Regions from separate parts of the Anas platyrhynchos genome. Here region 1 is linked to region 2. Evidence: chromatin contacts called from public Hi-C data. All regions are on one chromosome and are shown on one strand. The core of a region is the stretch at or near the end of the contact, and the rest is flanking DNA. Distances in the headings are between cores, read along the strand shown.

Region 1 (5,180 bases), core at 1,780-4,279, 77 kb after region 2:
CTGAATTCATCAAAGCAGACACAGTTCTGCATTAATCCACCTCCCTGTTTGTGCGGGATGGCTTGTGGTTGTTTGTGCATGGTCGTAGAGAAACGCTCAGGGGAGGAAAGATAAGAGAGGTGAAGCACTGAGCTCTGTATCTTCTTCTATCAGTGCTGGCCTCTTGGTGTAGCCAATTGACTTCAGATCCTCAAATATTACATTGGCTGAGTTGTGTGAAGTGTGGGGGCTTAGGCTGGGCTGGATGGCCACTGCCCTGAAAGCCAGCAGAAAACTGGTTTGGGCAGCAAGCAGAGGTGGCAGTACTGCTGCTCACCAACAATTGCTTTTCAGCAACGAAATTTCAGCTGCAAGTGGTTTGAGGTGAGGATAGAGAGCTGTGCAGAATCAGCCTTGTTCCCAGCACATCTGTGCTGCTATATCTCTGAAACTCATCTGGAGAAGGTAGAAAAAATTGTAGTGTTTTCAGACCAACACAATATTATAAGGGCAACTTAGCTTCATCTAAAACTAGCTTAGCTTAAATGTAGCGGGTTGTTGTTTAAGTTCACATGCACAATGCTTGCGTTGTTCTCATTCGCTCTGTTTGGAAATCACTCCAGCTAAATCAGCGCAACCCCTGGTGTGATATAATGAGGTCTCTCTGCAGATAAGCTACACTGATATAAAGAAGCTATACAAAAATGGTCAATGCAGCATAAAACTGTCTGTAAACAAGCTTTAAGGCACAGAAGATTAAGATGGACCACTTGGGGATTTGCACTAGTTTAATTAATTTGGTTTGTTAACTGAACTCCATTAAATTAGAGAAAGCTTTGGTTTTAGACAAAGCCTTGAGCCTGTTCTTCCACTCAGACCTGTCTGCAGCACTGGGTGAATGGCTTTGGGTGAATGCTTCATTTGCAATAATGTGATGCTGGTCACCACCAGGCTACCCCTACGTATGGCCCAATTTGCCAAATGGTTTTCTTGAAAAGCTGTTTCAGGGGATAAAGACAAGGTGGTCTCTGAGATCACTAGCTCTAGCACCACACGGGGTGTGTAAGACCTATTTTCACTTCACAGTAAGTGAAGCGGTATCTCCTTGGCTGAGCAGAAAGAGTTCTTCCTCCAAGTGCGAAAGGAGTGGGAAAAGCCAAAGAAACACATTGCTGAAGTCAGGGAACACAACTTGGTCAACACCCATTTTGGAGACCATGCTAGCTGCGTGACCATGCCTTGTGCGGACAACAGCTATGCCAACTTCTCCTTAGAAAGAGGGTGATAGTATAATATGGACCAGAACTGCCAAAAAAAGATTTTCTCTAGAAGCTAATGTAAAGGTCTGATATGGAGAGAAAACATAATTTTCAGACTAATTGTCACTGTGTTTCCGTGGCTGTGTTCTTGTGGCATGTTAAAAAACAAACACACAAACAAACAAACAAACAAACTAAAAAACAAAAACAAAAACAAAAACAAGCAAACAAATGACAGTCTGAGAGTTTTGGGCAGCAGGGTAAGTGGGACTGGTGTCATGGTACGGGCCACACAGCAGTACTTCTGTGATTACCACATGGAACCATATAAATTTAATGCAATGTGATTAAGCTTTGTGTGAATGGAACATATTTTCCCAGTTTGCCAAACATGAGCAAAAAGAAATAACCTGATGAGTAATTTCCAAGGAAATGCTGCTGTGTGCAAGGCCCTTAATTCCTGCTCTGGGAGATTTCGCTGGCAGTGATGACAGTGCTTCTTCTGAGGGTCTGGAAACACAACTGGAAAACCATTTATTTGGGGGATTTTTCATTTATTGCATCCCTCCCTCCCTGCTCTGAATATTTTTGTTCCAAAATGCTGCCTGAGGCGTGTTGTGCCTCACAGGAACTGCAATTTTGGTGTCTAGTCCTTACGTTTGCTTTTTCAGACAGTGGTCTCTGGCTAAGTGACACCTTCCCCAGGACGACACATCCCCTGGGATGCTGCGTGGTGGTGGCACGGCTGCTTGCTGCTGAGGAGGAAACACGATATACCATGGGAAACACAGCCCCTGAACAGCTGGGCTCCAGGGAGAAGGGAGCAGAGGGCTTTTATTTCATAGAACCACAGGCTGCCCAGGCGGCTTTTGGGGATCCCCAAGGAGGAGACCCCACAGCCTCTCTGGGCAGCCTGTGCCAGGGCTCCGTCACCCGCCCAGCACAGCAGTGCTGCCTGGTGCTCAGAGGGAGCCTCCTGGGTGCCCGGCTGTGCCCATGGCCTCTTGTCCTGGCACTGGGCACCACTGAGCAGAGCCTGGCTCCGGCCTCTGGGCACCCTGCCTTCAGGGATTTAGGGACACGGATGAGATCCCCCTGAGCCTCCTCTTCTCCAGGCTGAGCAGCCCCAGCTCTCCCAGCCTCTGCTCACAGCAGAGATGCTCCAGTGCCTTCATCATCCTGGTGGCCCTGTGCTGGGCTCTCTCCAGTGTGCCCAGGTCCCTCTGGTATTGGGGAGCCCAGAACCAGACCCAGCATTCCAGGTGTGGCCCCACCAGTGCTGCCTAGAGGGGAAGGATCACCTCCCTTGACCTGCTGGCAACACTTTGCTTAATGCAGCCCAGGATACCATCGGTTCTCTTTGCAACAAGGGCACATGGGTGGCACATGCCCATCTTGATGTCCACCAGGATGCCCAGGTCCTTTTCTGCGGAGCTGAACGCAGCGAGGACATGCTGCACCCTGGCATGCCCGTTGGGTGCCAAATGGGAAACATCCCACACGCTTGTGGCTCTGGGGTGCTGTGAGGAGGGGGTCAGGCCCTTCTCCTGCCCCAAACCCCACCTGCCCCTTGATTTCACGGCTTCAGGGGGCAGTGGGACAGGGTGCCAGGGGCCGGGTGTCTCCCTCGGGGGCACCCTGCGAGGGGCAGCGCCCGGCCGGGCGAGGAAACCCAGAAATTCTCCTCAAAAAATTTTCCTCAGAAATCCAGCGCCTTGCTGGGGACACCGCAGCCTCTCGCAGGGAAAGCTGCAGGGTTTCTCAGCTTTTAGGACGGCTCCTTCTAGCGGGCTGTGGGGGAATGGCTGGCAGCCCCCGAGCTGGCTCTGGGGCTGCGGGGCCTGGAGCCCAGCTGAGGCCCTCGGCAGCCTGCTGCTGGGCTGCCTCGGCCCCACAGCCTCAGGGAGAGGCGGGGATTTTAATCCAGAGTCCAAAATGGCATGGGACAATATTTGCACTTCTCCACAGTCATGCTTTTATTTTATTTTTATTTTTTATTTTTGGTCCTTGTAGTTTTCTAGTGCTACTCTTTGCTCTGCCCAAATTCAAGTCCTTTGTGCTCCGGTAGCTCCCCTAGTCCCAGGGGAGGAGAGGAGGAGGAGAGCAGAGGGGAAGGGGAAGAGGAAGGGAAAGGGGAAAAGGAAGGTGAAGAGGAAGGGGAAAGAGAAGTCAAAATTGCTGGGCAGTACCACTGTAGATGATGCTGACAGAAAGGAGAGAAAGAGCTGAAGTCCATGGGCCCGTGCAGTGCATCCTGCTGAGGTGTTCAGTGAGAAGTGGAATAGTAATTTTAGGGTCATGGGACAATACAGAGAACAGTAATTCACAGAAAAAAAAAAAAAAAAAAAAAAAAAAAAGTAAAAAAAAAAAATATGAGGATGGGGAAGAGAAAAAAAAATTTAAAAAAATAATAAAAAGGAAACCAAACTCTGAAGGCCCTGAGTCACCTAATGTTACATGCACCATCCCTGGAAGTCTTTAAAAGACGTTTAGATGTAGAGCTTAGGGATATGGTTTAGTGGGGACTGTTAGTGTTAGGTCAGAGGTTGGACTCGATGATCTTGAGGTCTCTTCCAACCTAGAAATTCTGTGATTCTGTGATTCTGTGAACTTGTCTCTGCTTTGAGTGGACATTGAACTACATGACCAGCAGAGGGCTGTTGCAGACTAAATCAGTGTGTGAATCTGATATGCTTCTACAGTTTTGCTCTATGTCTGTATTTTAAAACAAACAAAGAAAAAAAATCTCCTTTGGTGATGTGTAGTCTTTTGGGAATCGTGTTACTGGCATGAATCTCATAAAGCTGACCAGCTGCGTGTCTAAAGTACTGACACATCTGTCAGCAGCACTGGCACATCGCAAACATTACCAGTCATCTCTTCCTTGGAATTACAGGACTTTTTCTGGCAGCATTGGGAAAGAAAGGAAAGGCTACGCTGCAGTATCCGGCATTGCACAGGGACTGCATTGTTGAAACTATAATCTAGGAAGCAGAAAAATGTGCTTGCTGATCACAAAACTGAGCCCACGGGGGTGGAAATGAGACTTTTCAGATTTGAGGGAGAAGGACACGGTGGGTATTTCCCGGATCTGCAGAGTTGGTAGCAGCAGTGCTATTCCACACAAGCAAGACAAAGATCGAAAGATTTCCAGGCAGCAAGAAAGGCAGCAAGTGCATGTTCCAGGAATACTTACAGTGAGTAATAGTTGTATTTTGTAAGAAAAGCTGCAAGGTCAGATAGTGCCATCTATTAGCACAAGCAGCACACTGAGGAAAGGCTTAGTTAACTTTTGAAATCAGTCAGACTGGAGAGCATTAAGTGGGGTGACATTGCCTGACACCCCTCCCTGCTGGAAATGTGATCCTGCTGGTTGCTTTGTCCCCCTGGATGGGGCTCACTTGGGATTTCACATGTTTTTTTGAGGGTGCAGTGGCTGAAGCATGTTGCAAAGGTCAGGATGCCTGGCCCAGTGCTGCTGTCCTCCCCGTGCCTGCAGCAGGGTATGGCAGCAGTCCTTCCCCCCCACTTCACATGATTTGAAATAGATGCATGTGCTTTGGTTTACAGAGACATCAAAAAGAAGCACCATTGTGCTTTTTCTGCCTAACCCAGATATAGCTGCCTTCAGCATCACACAGCAGTGGCACTCCCTGCTCACAGAAACCGTATTTGCCCTTCATTGGTTTGAGCATTATCATTGCTTAGGGAACAATAGGAGGAACTTGGCAGAGATTCAGATTTTTGTGAGGGGGCAGCCAGTGCCTGTTCCCCAGCTCTGGGCAGGGTGCACTGCTGAACCAAGAGCTTGAAAAGAAACAAATTTACTGAATTAAAAAAAAAAAAAATCCCCCTAGAAGCAGAATAAAGCAAAGGATTTTTGCTCCCCTGTGCCTTCATATAACCACGAAGCAGAGTAATTTTGTGCAGTTGTGCTCTTCT
Region 2 (4,918 bases), core at 580-3,079:
AACAGACTTGTTTTGTCTCTTTCTAAAACTACACTATTTGTGGCAAGAATCGGGCCTCCATGATGCAACAGGCCACGGACTAACCTCAGGAACACGTACAGCCTCTTCTCTCCCCGCGACCCTCCCTCCCCAACCGAAACAGAAAAGACAAAAAGTTTAAGTTATTATTTTGAGCTACAATATCATTACCATAGTGCAGTTAATAAACGTTGCATATCCTCAACACACAAACCCTTTTCAGGCCAGCCTTGATAAATAGCAAGAAAAACAAAAAAACAAACAGTATCTTAAATACAAAACTTGCATTGAGATAATTAAATTCATTTAAAAACAGGTAAATATTTTATGAAAAGCGTATTTTATCCAGTACACTGGTGCAGCAATACAAAGAAAAACACATAAACAACTAAACAGAACCCTACGAGATTTCAGGCCCCTTTCTACTGACCAGGAGTACAGGAAGCTGGAAAACAGCACGTGGGAATTGAAACCAGGTGGCCTGCTTCTAGGAGGTACTGAGTGTTTGCAGTTTGTGGCAGGTTCAAAGGGGGCTGCAAATTCTCAGCACCTTTGAAAATCAGGCAGTAAGGCTTTCCACCTTACCCATAAATTAGTAAAAAATAATAATAAAAAAATTGTCCTCTGATTGCATTTGATCTTACTAATCAACTGCATCAACAAAACATGTAACTACTTAAACAAAACAAAGAGCAATGAAAAGTGCCATACTATAAATTACTAATATATCGTTACCCATTTCACCGTTAACTGGTAACTCAATTATTCGTTTAAAAAATAAAGTCAGTGCTGTAGTAAATCTTTGTTTCCTATAAATATGATTATAACACAAAAAAAAAGCCCACAAAAAACGAACAAACAAACACGGTGTTGTAAAAAGTTCAAAAACTTGGCTTGAAATTTGTCTGCTGGAAGAAGCAAAATCCTCTCTCTGCAGGTCGTTTTGACACCACGCAGCCCAAGGACAAACATCCAGCAAGTTAAAAAACAAAACCGAAAGTCGCAACAACATGTAACAAGGATAGAAAGTGCTGCATATAAACCCCTGATGCACCAAAGATTATAACCAGAGACGACAGATTTTTTTTTTCATATATATATATATATATATATATATTAATTTAAACTGGAGCATCCTCCAGCCATGAAAATAGCCATTTAAAAAATTTTCAAACTAGAACACAAAACATACCGGGTCCTTCGGATGCACGGGGCTATACATACAGACTCCATGATACAGCATTTCACATAAATGGATTACTATTATAACCTCCTTGCTGAGAAGGAGATCCCAAATGCTATTGTAGCAAACCTCCCTCAGCATTAGAGCTGAGCTGAAAAACTACTAGACACCACAAAGATGCATCATCTCTCAATAACCTAGCTGAGACTTCTCCACTAAGATGGCTGCGGCCAGCTGCTGCGCGTCCGTCACGTGGGGGTTCTTCTTCATGACGATCCTCACCAGGTCGGGGGGGAAGATGTTGCACAGGTTTATGTAAACCTTCTCCCTGGTGTCTTGGTGCCTCGGGGGGTCTTGAGGGATCCCGCAGTAGGGTACGCGCCAGGCCTGGTCCTGCTGTTCGGGCAGGCTTTGGAAGGCAAACTGCTCGTAGCAGGGCTGCGTGGGGTTGCTGGGCAAGGAGTAGGTCTGGCGGTAGCTGTAGGCATCGACCCCGTAGCTCTGCCTGTCCCAGCTTCCAAGCCCGTCTTGGGCAGCGAAAGGCTTCCTGTGTCTCAGTGGAGAGCTGTCGTACAAACGCGAGTCCGAAATGCTGTCGATTCGGGTGGACACGAGGGCTCTCCCCAGGTGCACGGCCTTGGAGTGCGGCGAGCTCTGCGAGGCCGGGTAGTCGCTGGGGCAGCTGGAGCGAGCACCCACCACGGGGTGCTGCAGGTGCACAGCCAGGTACGGGATGGGAGGTTTGTGGTGGTGCTTTGGTTCTTCGTGGCTGTAGCTCTGCACTCGGGCTAGAGGCTCGTGGTAGCTCTGCAAGAAGGGCTGGGAGTTAAGGCGGCCGTGGGGGTGCATGTGCTGGCACTTCAGGTTCTCCTCCAGCTGCGGGTCGGGCGAACTCATGTAGGAGCGGTCGCTGTACCCCACGTAGGAGTCGCTGCTGCCACAACTAACGCTCCCCTCGCTGCTGCAGTCAGAAGCCACGGAGCTGATCCTGTAATCTGTGTCCAAGGAGAAGCGCCTCTCGGGACTCCGTGGACCAGATATACTCAGATTTGAATACGCATTCAGCATGGAGTAGTACCCTACGTCCACGGGAGACTCACATTTTGGATACTGGTCGTAAGGCATTGGCGTTCCGTGATTTTTGGTTGCCATCATCACCGTAGGAGGATATTGTCCCTGTGGTCGTTGATCCTGAGGTGGGAAATGAACTCCGGATGGAAGGCCGTTGGTTAAAGGTGCAGTGCTTTGGGGTTTTGCAGCAGAGGAACTTGGTATGCTAACTAAGGAAGGTACAGACCTGGTTTCCAATTTGTTTTTGGTGGGAAGCTTTTCCTCCAAGTCTTGGTAGACTTGAGTCCTTATACTAGGATCTGACTGCCTCTTCGGAGCGGCACGCTTAAGCTCAGAAGTGCCATCATTCTTAGTACTACAGGGAACACTATTGCTTTTTACCAGTCCTCCTTCACTTGTAGTTTTGGCAGCTGTGCTTCGAGACATGGCACGAAGCTCATCAGCTACAGATCGCTGAGGCTGATTTCCTCTTTCTGGGTGATAGTATTTGCACTTGTGTCCATAGGTACATTTCTTCCCTGTTAACACAAACATAATGAGATTAAAAACATGAAGCAAAATCCGTTAACTGTTAAACAATGAAAATGCCTCTCATTTAAAGTTTTGCTGACAATTTGAAAGATTGATCAGAGCACCTCTTCTATAAAGACAGACAGAGGGAGTTGGGCTGTTCAGCCTGGAGAAGAGAAGGCTCCAGGGAGACCTTACAGCAGCCTGCCAGTACCTATAAGGGGCCTGCAGAAAAGCTGGGGAGGGACTCTGTCAGAATGTGTAGTGATAGGACAAGGGGAATGGCTTTAAATTAAAAGAGGGGAGGTTTAGATTAGATATAAGTAAGAAATTCTTTGCTCAGCAGGTGGTGAGGCCCTGGCACAGGCTGCCCAGAGAAGCTGTGGATGCCCCATCCCTGGAGGTGCTCAAGGCCAGGCTGGATGGGGCTTTGGGCAACCTGGGCTGGTGGCAGGTGTCCCTGCCTATGGCAGGGGGGTGGAATTTGATGATCTTTAAGGTCCCTTCCAACCCAAACCTTTCTATGTTTCTAAAAAGATCTTGCAAATGGTTTTGTGTGACACGGTGAGATCTAGGATCTCCTTTCCTGTATTGTCAGTAAAAGAGGCAATGGTAATGTGCTGAAGCAACTGCTCTAGGAACACAGACCAACACCACCTTCAGCTTTTTGAGCTGAACATGATGCCATCTGTGTGTATGCACACACTTGCTGTATTGTGCTAAGGAGATACAAAAGTGGGAAACTTAACATGAAAATCGTAGTCATAAGAGCAGCAAAGTCAAGATGCCGGTGTGCCTGTAAGGAAGGTGAGTAGCTAAACGTCAGGCAGCTTGATCCATTTTCTGGCAGAAAACTTGGATGTGCTATAGACAAAGCATGTTACAAAATGGTTTTCTGGAGACTGAATAATTTAGGTGGTGTTTTGGATCTCTTCCTACCAATGATTAATGAAATTACTCCTTTAGTTCAACTGGTACACAGAAATGTTCTTTAGCTAGCACATGAAAAAAAAATCGCTTTGGTCTCCACTAACTCCAGTGCTCAGCTTTTCAAACATTCTCAGGCTAAGACAGTAATGTAAGAACTTCTGTTTAAAAGTTTTATTTTTGGCAGTGTTAAAGTAAAGCAGGAGTTCAGTCCTGAGACCCAGCAGTACAGAAAGCTCATGGATAGAAGAACAAATTACCATATGGACAAGGTTGCTTCTTATGTTCTGGCACAATAGGCTTCTTCCTAAGAAAATTGTCCAGACTTGGGCCATGGCGGCCAAGAGGATCATCAGGAGGCATAAATCTATAAGGCAACAAAGAAGTGTTACGGAAGCAAATGCCTTTTTATATTCCTCATGCAATGACCAAGAACCTCATGACTGCGTCCCACGCCGTAAGCTGCCATGCTATCATCTTTAAGCCTGGGTACTTTCAGAGCTGCTTTGAAATCAGCTGCAGCTCTTGACATCCCTGTCCTGCAGTGATGCAAGGCCACCTTTCTGCTGCAGGTACTACCTGAGAGACCGGTCATACAAACAGACTGTGTGGACACCCCTCGTTGGCTTCAGGCAGCTCTAGTCTGGCCCAGCTGACTGCTCTGCAGCAGGGCAGGGCTGCTCACAACCCATTCCTAAACCAGTGGGAGGGCAGCAATTTCCTAAAACACCACAACTAGATTTGCAAAACTGTGTGGATTGAAGTCTTTTGACTTTGTCAAAGTCAAAAGAGTGTCAAAGTCTTTTTCATCATTACTGAGGCACTCAACTACAAGTGTCTGCTTGGCAGAGTACTGAGACCTTCCCACTACAAGAAGACATCAGTATTAATTGCAAGTGACACTTAGGCATTTACAAGAATTTACAAGAATTTACAAGAGATGGATCAAGGTAGATGGTTCAGCTAGAGACCTCCTGAGGTCCATTCCCATGTGGGTCATTCTATGACTTTATGATTTAGGGGTCTAACCATAGGCACCCCAAAATTCTGGCTCAGTACATCAAGAAAATTGGAATACAATACTGTAACATATGTACAATATAGCATATACATTGGCATACACCAGAAGCAGCAAATGATTTTACAATATAAAGATATAAACATATTGCCATAAAAAAGTCTGGCAAAAATAAACAAGCTCAAGTATTT

The links. A called contact is a pair of places that touch in the nucleus more often than the background predicts.
Region 1: a Hi-C map of skeletal muscle shows a contact between it and region 2, with 1.7 times the contacts expected there. The contact joins two enhancer-like sites. A contact is called at or near these places in 2 of 8 Hi-C or Micro-C datasets (liver and skeletal muscle).

Annotation. Positions count from the first base shown.
Region 1 is chr1:189,515,457-189,520,636 of IASCAAS_PekinDuck_T2T, forward strand. No RefSeq gene overlaps it. Among named protein-coding and RNA genes, the nearest start is that of ZC3H12C, 36 kb to the left of the region's middle. Within about 2 kb of position 3,030, at least 1 of the 8 cell types and tissues checked has an H3K27ac peak or open chromatin away from gene starts, as enhancers often do.
Region 2 is chr1:189,439,917-189,444,834 of IASCAAS_PekinDuck_T2T, forward strand. ZC3H12C (zinc finger CCCH-type containing 12C) reads right to left here. Exons shown (of 6, transcript XM_005014577.6): 5 at 3,970-4,076; 6 at 1-2,790. The coding sequence ends at 1,391. Among named protein-coding and RNA genes, the nearest start is that of ZC3H12C, 40 kb to the right of the region's middle. Within about 2 kb of position 1,830, at least 1 of the 8 cell types and tissues checked has an H3K27ac peak or open chromatin away from gene starts, as enhancers often do.